Regions from separate parts of the Mus musculus genome. Here region 1 is linked to region 2. The links are chromatin contacts, called in public promoter capture Hi-C maps. All regions are on one chromosome and are shown on one strand. Each heading gives the region's core, a stretch centred on a gene start, on an enhancer-like site or on the middle of the called end of the contact. The rest is flanking DNA. Distances are from core to core; before and after follow the strand shown. Region 1 holds the start of Rdx (radixin). Region 2 holds the start of Rexo2 (RNA exonuclease 2).

Region 1 (3,507 bases), core at 117-2,616, 3.6 Mb after region 2:
ATGATGGCAACTGAAATGCTACAACTTGGGTTGCATCTGCTACTGCAGGACATAGGATAAGATCAGAGCTCTTAGATTCAGACTTTTGAGTCAAACATGCCTTTGGGGTTGGCCATGGCTCTGCCATTTCCTAGCCAGGTTATACTGACAACTAACTTTTTTGAAGCTCCCCTTTATTCATTAGCTTCTTTTAATGCCAATAATAGCTTTTACCTTGAGCCCAGGGTTGTTGTAATCATTAAACAAGGCAGTCATGTGAAAGCACTTCACTGTTCTGAACATAAGACCACGAATGAATGCTTCGTTTTCAGTTGCAAAGTGTACCACCGACTTCCGACTTTAGTTTGATTAGTGTACTACTTGGGACTCCCATGACATTTTTACTGTCCCTATCTTTGTTGCACCCGTGGGGAGAGGGTCCACAAGTATTCAGTTGGTGGTCTCAGAGAACCACCTAAACCTGTTTTGGCTACAAAGCACACAGCTGGTTCCCATCCTTGAGGAATTTGCAATCTAAAGACTTCTGAGATTAACCTGGAGTCTCTGGGGGCTTTTTAATTGTTTAGTGAGGTCTCTTGAGGGTGAAGGTGGTAGCTCACTGAGGAGGAAGCTCAGAGAAAGGATCTGCAGAGTCCCTGGAAGAGCTACTGTCTCAGGAAAGGCAAGTCTAAGGCTTCCCTAAAGATGGCGTATTTGTCCTGTAAGAATTACGTACATTCGCGTTATATTTGTATTGACAGTTCGTTTACGAAAGAGGTATTGAGTAAACGGAACGCGGTAGGCAGGTAAGGATTGAACCATTGCTGTGTGTACAAGTGGCACCAAGTGTTACTCTAAATCCCAGCAGAAAGTACTGAGGGCAGGCAGCACCGAGGTAACCCCACCAGAACGCAGCCTCGGTCTCTCTCTCTAGCGAGTGGATACAGTGAGACTATGGTCAGACTGGTAACTTTTTCCAAGTCTAGAATAATTTAGGTTTGGCTGCTCTTTGGGCCCTACTTCCAACTTTTTTTTTCCTTTCTCAGCCTACTCCTTCTAACCGCCAAGGAAGGAGTATCCCTGCTAACAACAAGAACAAAAAACCTGATCGCATTATAGGGTCATACCCACTGGCGTTTTGAGGGAAGTTAAAAACACTGCAAAATTTAAAACCAACCAGCCTTTCTAGCTGGTTAAAAACCTGCACACATTAATGTTCTTTTTGTTGTAAACACTGGGCCCACTTCCCTCTCCTAGCCCGGGATCCTGCAGCCTAGCACCGAACTGCACCCTGGAGCGGCTGCCGAGGGGATCCCCCCTCCTCCCGGGAACAGCTCCACCTCGGGGGCGCTGGAAACGCCCTCCGTGAGTTCCCTGGCACCAGCGGGAGTTTCAAGTTTCCACTCGCGGGGCGGGGGCAGGCGGCGGGCGCGCGGCGAGCTTCGGGCCGCGCGGCTCCGCTTCGTTCACTGCGGGCTTCGGACTCGGGCTGGCCCGCGGCGTCCTCGTCCCGCGGGGAAAGCTTCGCGAAGGCCCCGCAGCGCGTATTCTCCCCCCAACCCCCGGCTGAGGCCCACTCGATTCCGCCCGGGGCGGCCGGGAGACACGCTCGCGGGGTTGGCGCTCGAGCCCCGGCCTCGCCCCGCCACTGGCGGCCCGCGGGAGGAGGGGGCGCAGGGCGGCCCCGCCTTCCCCCCCGAGGAGGCGCCGGGCGGCCATATTGCCGAGCTGTCTGCGGCGGCTGCGGCGCGTCTTCTCTCAGGCGGCTCAGGGCTCGCACCGCCGACTCTCCGCTCGTTCGCCGCCAGCCACGACGCCCCCGCCGAGCCGCGCCTCAGCCAGCCGGCGGCGGGCAGGGAAGGAGCCACTCATTTTCGGGGTAAGCCCTGCTCGGCGCGCTCCCCCGTCCCAGGCCCCGGGGGCCGCTCTCCCCGCCGAGGCGCTGAGGTGGCGGCCAGAAGTTGCCGGGCTGTGGCGCCGCGGCCCGGGGCCTGGCGCGCCTCACAGACGGACTCGCGCCTGGCCGCCCTAGAGGCGCCGTGGTCGTTAACGGCTGAGCCACGCCACTTACCCGGAGTCTCCCGCCGCGCCGTCCGCCGTCGGCCTGGCCGCCCCGTGCGTCGGGCGGTGCGGGTTCCCGCCGCCGTGGACTGGGCCCGGGGCTCGGGTCGGCGCGCCCTCGGGGGCCGCATGGAGCGTAGGTCGCACGCTCTCTCGCAACCCGGGGACGGGGACCGCGAGGCTAGAACTTCTCCCCCGGCCTCCCGTTTGAAAGTCGGGGTGTTGGATTACTAGAGAGCGTGCGGACGCGCGAGCCGCGGAAAGGCCGTCGCGTTGCCGGGTCCCGCCGCGCAAGCCCGCGAGGCCAGGCCCGGGCTCCCGGCCGCCCTTACCTGGGGCTGCAGTCACGGCCCGCGCCCTCCGGGCCCCCCGGCTTGCCCGCACCGCGGAGTCGCCTGGCGCACAGTGAGCAGACCCCACCAGGAAACTCAGCTTTTCTGCCTTTCGGGGCTCCCAAACTCCCATCGCCCAGCCAAGTTTGAAAGGGAGTAGTGCGTTATTTCAGTTGAATAGTCCGTTCCTACACAGATGTTTCTGTAAACGTTGCCAGGATTCTGGGTGGTTTTGTTTTTTTTTCCTCCCTCCCCAGAAGAGTGGTTATTCATTGGAAATGTGTTTTAAGAGGTCAAGTTTATAATTTTTTTTTTTAAAGTACAGTTGAGATTTTGTAAAAAGAGGTGTGAGGGAGATGCCCGGTTGGCTGTGCGGAGGCACCAAGATTTGCATGATGTAAATGTAAAAGCCGAAGATAACAAGGGTTTATGTGATAAAAGAATACTTGGACACTGCAATCTATTGTTGACCGAGCATCTTTTTTTTTTTAATAGAATACTTATAAGACTGTGACGAAGCACAGAATAAACAATTGCCTTGTTCATTTTGCTGCATAAATAATGGCTTAATCTGCTTGCCAAAACTGCCCCATCAGATCTGAAAAGAGAGCCTAATGTTTAGGATTGCGGGCTTTTTTTTAATCTTTAGAATTCTGTCACTTGCACCAGTGTGTACTTTATCTTTCATAATAATAATTTCTTCAAATATGACAAAATGCAGACTCCTTTTCAGATTGTCAGTATGCTGTGAAAAGAACCACAGTGGCTTTCATTGCATAGATCCCTTTGAAAACTGTATTTTGGAACATTACTCGGGTAGTCATTAGGAAGTCTTTAGCTTGTCTGCGTGAGGAGGAGTTGCCCTCTGTGGGCCCTACAAACTCATTTGCTCATCTGTAGCTTCACACGGGAGAGAATGGAGGAGGGGCTCAAGAGATGTTTGTAGAGTAGATTTAATAGATTTTGCTGTGTGGAAAAAACACATGAATCTTAATTTTGTGGGGATTATGATTACCTGGGTAATTACACAGCTTCATTGCAGCATTTCTGTGTAATGGGTGGGGACAACAGGTTTGCTGTCTCCTTCTCTTAGTAGCTGTTAGTAGTTGGGGGTAGGGGGGATGGGAGATAGGTG
Region 2 (3,801 bases), core at 210-2,709:
TCTAACATATTATATTACATTGTCCTAGTAATATAGCACTGGGCCTTAATCTACACAGACCTCAATCTGCTACGTTTTTCAGTGAGATCAGATGAAGGCACCTTTAGATCCCCAATGCCCTTTAAGTGGTATGAATGTATTTACACGGCATCACCTACTTCAGCCAAAATGTTAAGATCAGAGTCAGTTATCAGGCAGGCCATCTCAATAATCTGATCCTTCTCAATATCCAATCCTGTCATCTGTAAAACATAAATAAACAAGCATATAACAAACACATGAAACCACCTTTTGTTTTGTTTTGTTTTTGTTTTATTTTTTTGAGACAGGGTTTCTCTGTGTAGCCCTGGCTGTCCTGGAACTCACTCTGTAGACCAGGCTGGCCTCGAACTCAGAAATCCACCTGCCTCTGCCTCCCAAGTGCTAGGATTAAAGGCGTGCTGCCCAAGTTTACTTGACAGAGATTCCTTTGTGTGGACCCAGCTCACATTCTATGACCAGTAATGGTCTGGGCAGTACTCAGGGTATTAAGTTCTGAGTGCTCAGAGACTGCTAAAGGCACTTCCTGCGGGCGGGCCAGCTACTGTCAAACACATTTGTCCTGGGAACAGACTCAAAATAAGCAGGATGAAAACTTGACTACAGAAAAGTGAGCTCACGAACGTTACCTCTCGGAGGTTTACAATGGTTTCCGAAGTTTTCCCAACAACAACAACAACAAAAAAAGTTAACAAATGAACTCAGTTCGTAAGCAGAAAACTGGAGTTCAAGAGAGGCCTAGGTATGAATGCGTTAAAACTAAAATGGGTAACCTGAATCTTCCAATGGGGCCTCAATTTTCTCTTTTATGGAATGAGGGGTAAGGCTGAGTCATCTCCTGAGTCCTAGCTTAAGCAACCTAGTCTTTTAAGGCTAGGAGGTGGGGACGGAGCAGGGCTCAGAGTCGCTGCCCCAACTCTCACCCACGATCCTCAGAGTCACTAACGCGTAACACAAATTCACTTCTGGGTGGAGGTCGAGGCTAGGGAGAGGGGAGACACATGGACGGCTCCACCCAGATGGAAAGAAACCCCACAGTCCAGGGACAGTCCCAGACCCCGCAAAAACTCTTGACTCGGGGCTCCTGGGGCCGTGCTCACCTGTCGCACCTGACACCCAGATCCCTGCTGCTTCCCGGGACAGGGGAGTCCCTCGGTCCCACGCGCGAATCTGCGCTCGCCTCCCCGCACCCTCCTCGCCCCGGCCGCACTCTCACCTCCAGGTCCACCCAGACCATTCGCTGAGCCATGCTCTCCCCTGCCGCCATGGCTGCGCTACCTTCGCTGACACCTCGCGCCCCGAACTGCCCGCGCCTGCCACCCACGCCCCGCAACAGCCTGGCGCCCAGGGATACGCCTAGCATCACCCGGCACGAGCCGCCACGGCCCCAGCCCCGCCGGCCCAGCGCGCGCAGGCGCCACAGTCGCTAAACGTCGCAAACCCACGGGGAGGTGCCGGGAGAAGACTACAAGCCCCGGCATGCGAGGCGTCGGCTCGCCCTCCACAGCTACTCTCGGCTGCCGAAAGGGCTGATGGGAGTAGGAGTCCTTGGTCCAGCCTCCTGCTCCCCTCCCCCGCCACGTGTTTTCGGATGTTAAGGGACTTGCTAGTATTTCACCGCTAAAGTTTGTCTGTTTCCAGGAGATATCATTCCTGAGTTTTTATTAGTTCTAAGCTGCGAAGTTGAAGAGGCTTTACTTTGAAAAATATGGTTATATGTTTAAGAATTGTTTTAAATCTACCTTTTCCTTACTGCTACCTCCCTCAGTTTTTCTTTTTTTTTTTTTTTTTACCTGCCCCTCCCTTCCGCGTATTGAGTATATTTCTTATTTACTTGGAATCCGAGTGACGTGCTCTTTTGAGCTACAAGGCCAATTCCGCCATCACCGTTTAGGAGTCCTTAAATGGTCTCTTTTCTGAAAGATGACTTCGCACATATCAGGTGTTCCATAAATGTTCCTTTCCCATTATTGGCAGAAGCCTTGTCTCGTTTTCTAGGATGCCAGGACGTGTAGGCTGTGTTTCGGTTGTTAGATCGTATACTATTCTACCTTTTGCAGCCCACTAAAGAGAGTTGGAATAGCTCTGCCTGCTCTGTCCTGCGCTCTGCCTTTGCCGATCGCTCTGGTTTTAATAGACGGGTCCTTAATCTCCCACAATAGATACGGTTTTCATCACCTACGCTCGAAGGGGCCTCTGCGGAGATCTTATATTTTAGCTCAGTAGCAAACGCCTCTGCAAAGGGCAATTTTGTCACAAACGTGCTCAGTCTTGAATCACATACTCTGTGTCTTTTTCTGAAAGCTGTGTTGCCAGTAATTACAGAGCTTGTGGTTGGTGGCATAGTTATTCCTACCCGGTGAGCTGGTTTTGTGAGACAAACATTGTTGCCTAATCAAAGCTTTAAGGATGCTGCAACCTACAAGTGGATTTCAGCTACTCCACCGGTGACCTGCCAAGCTTGGCCAGAGAAACGGAAAAAATCATGGAAACGGGTGTCAAATTACATGTTCAATTTTACTGCAGAATGGGTATGTATATTATAACGGCATTACCTAGTAGAACATACTGTTAAGTTTGTAATCATTTGTGGCCCTACTCATAGGAAGGAGAACTCTATTGTAGCATTGAAACTTTTTTTTTAAGACAAAGAGACACACTACAGAACCCAAGCTGGCCTGGAATTCTGCCTCCCAAGTACTAGGATTAAAAGTGTGCAACACCACACCTGGCTATATAGGAATTTGAATCCGCTGGGCTTATTCTCAGTATTACTTCTTTACATTTTGAAAGGATAACATCCTTAGGCTGGAGAGATGGCTCAAAGGTTAAGTAAGAGTACTTGCTGCTCTTGCAGGGGATTGAACTTCAGCTCCGAGGGATTGTGTTGCCCTCTTCAAACCTTAGTGGGCACCAGTAAACACACATACACACACGTACACACACATACACACTGCACAAATAGAGATCTTTTTTTTATTACACCTTTGGTGGTGGTATTTAACAATTTATATCCTGAAAAACCACACCCATGATTTTTTTTTAACAATGAATGGTTACATTTAACAATGAAAAATTATAGCTATGTAAATAGCCACAGGGAACCCTATCTCAAAAATAAACAGAAACTATGTGTGGGAGTTTTAGAACCTTTCACGTTTATTCAGCTAAGGTAATGTGTTCTGTTACAATGATAAGTACAGATTTAGTGTTCTTACCATAAATAAAACAGTTATTTTCCCTAAATTCTAAAGAAATTGCAAAACAGAAAATGGTAAAAGAAACTAGATATAGATTTATGCACAGTTTTGCCAAAACAAAGAGTGTGAGTAAGTGTGCTAATGTCTTCCCACCATATCTATGACCATTTTAGACTTGCAGAAAGCAGCTGTGTGACAAAGGCTAGAATATTGTGACTTTAGCTGAGACACGTCCTTTCCTGGGGAGGAGGAGTCATGACCTATAAGTTGTACCCACTGTCTCTGTTTTCTGCTACAGAAACAGTTTTGGTTTCCGTCTGGTTTATATTTGGTTGTTTGAAACAGGGTCTCACTCATGCAGTGCAGGCTGACCTCAAACCCGTGACAGTCTTCCTACCTTCCAAGTTTAGGGATTAGTTATGATATAACATGTTTGGCTCTAGAATTTTTTTAAATTAATATTTCCCCCACATCCATTATTAAATAAAATAAGCCTTTAAAAAAAAAAGAAAGTATCCTCAGAGCACATCTGTATATGTGGCCACTGAGGTTTTTATGAAAT

The links. Promoter capture Hi-C pulls out the DNA fragments that hold promoters and counts their contacts.
Region 1: a contact with region 2 is called in a promoter capture Hi-C map of pre-B cells. The contact joins the promoter of Rdx here to the promoter of Rexo2 in region 2.

The regions. Positions count from the first base shown.
Region 1 is chr9:52,046,575-52,050,081 of GRCm38.p6, forward strand. Rdx (radixin) reads left to right here and starts at 1,367. Exons shown (of 14, transcript NM_009041.3): 1 at 1,367-1,858. It also overlaps the pseudogene Gm6981.
Region 2 is chr9:48,479,152-48,482,952 of GRCm38.p6, forward strand. It overlaps Rexo2 (RNA exonuclease 2), which reads right to left and starts at 1,460. Exons shown (of 7, transcript NM_024233.4): 1 at 1,256-1,460; 2 at 159-242. The coding sequence starts at 1,402.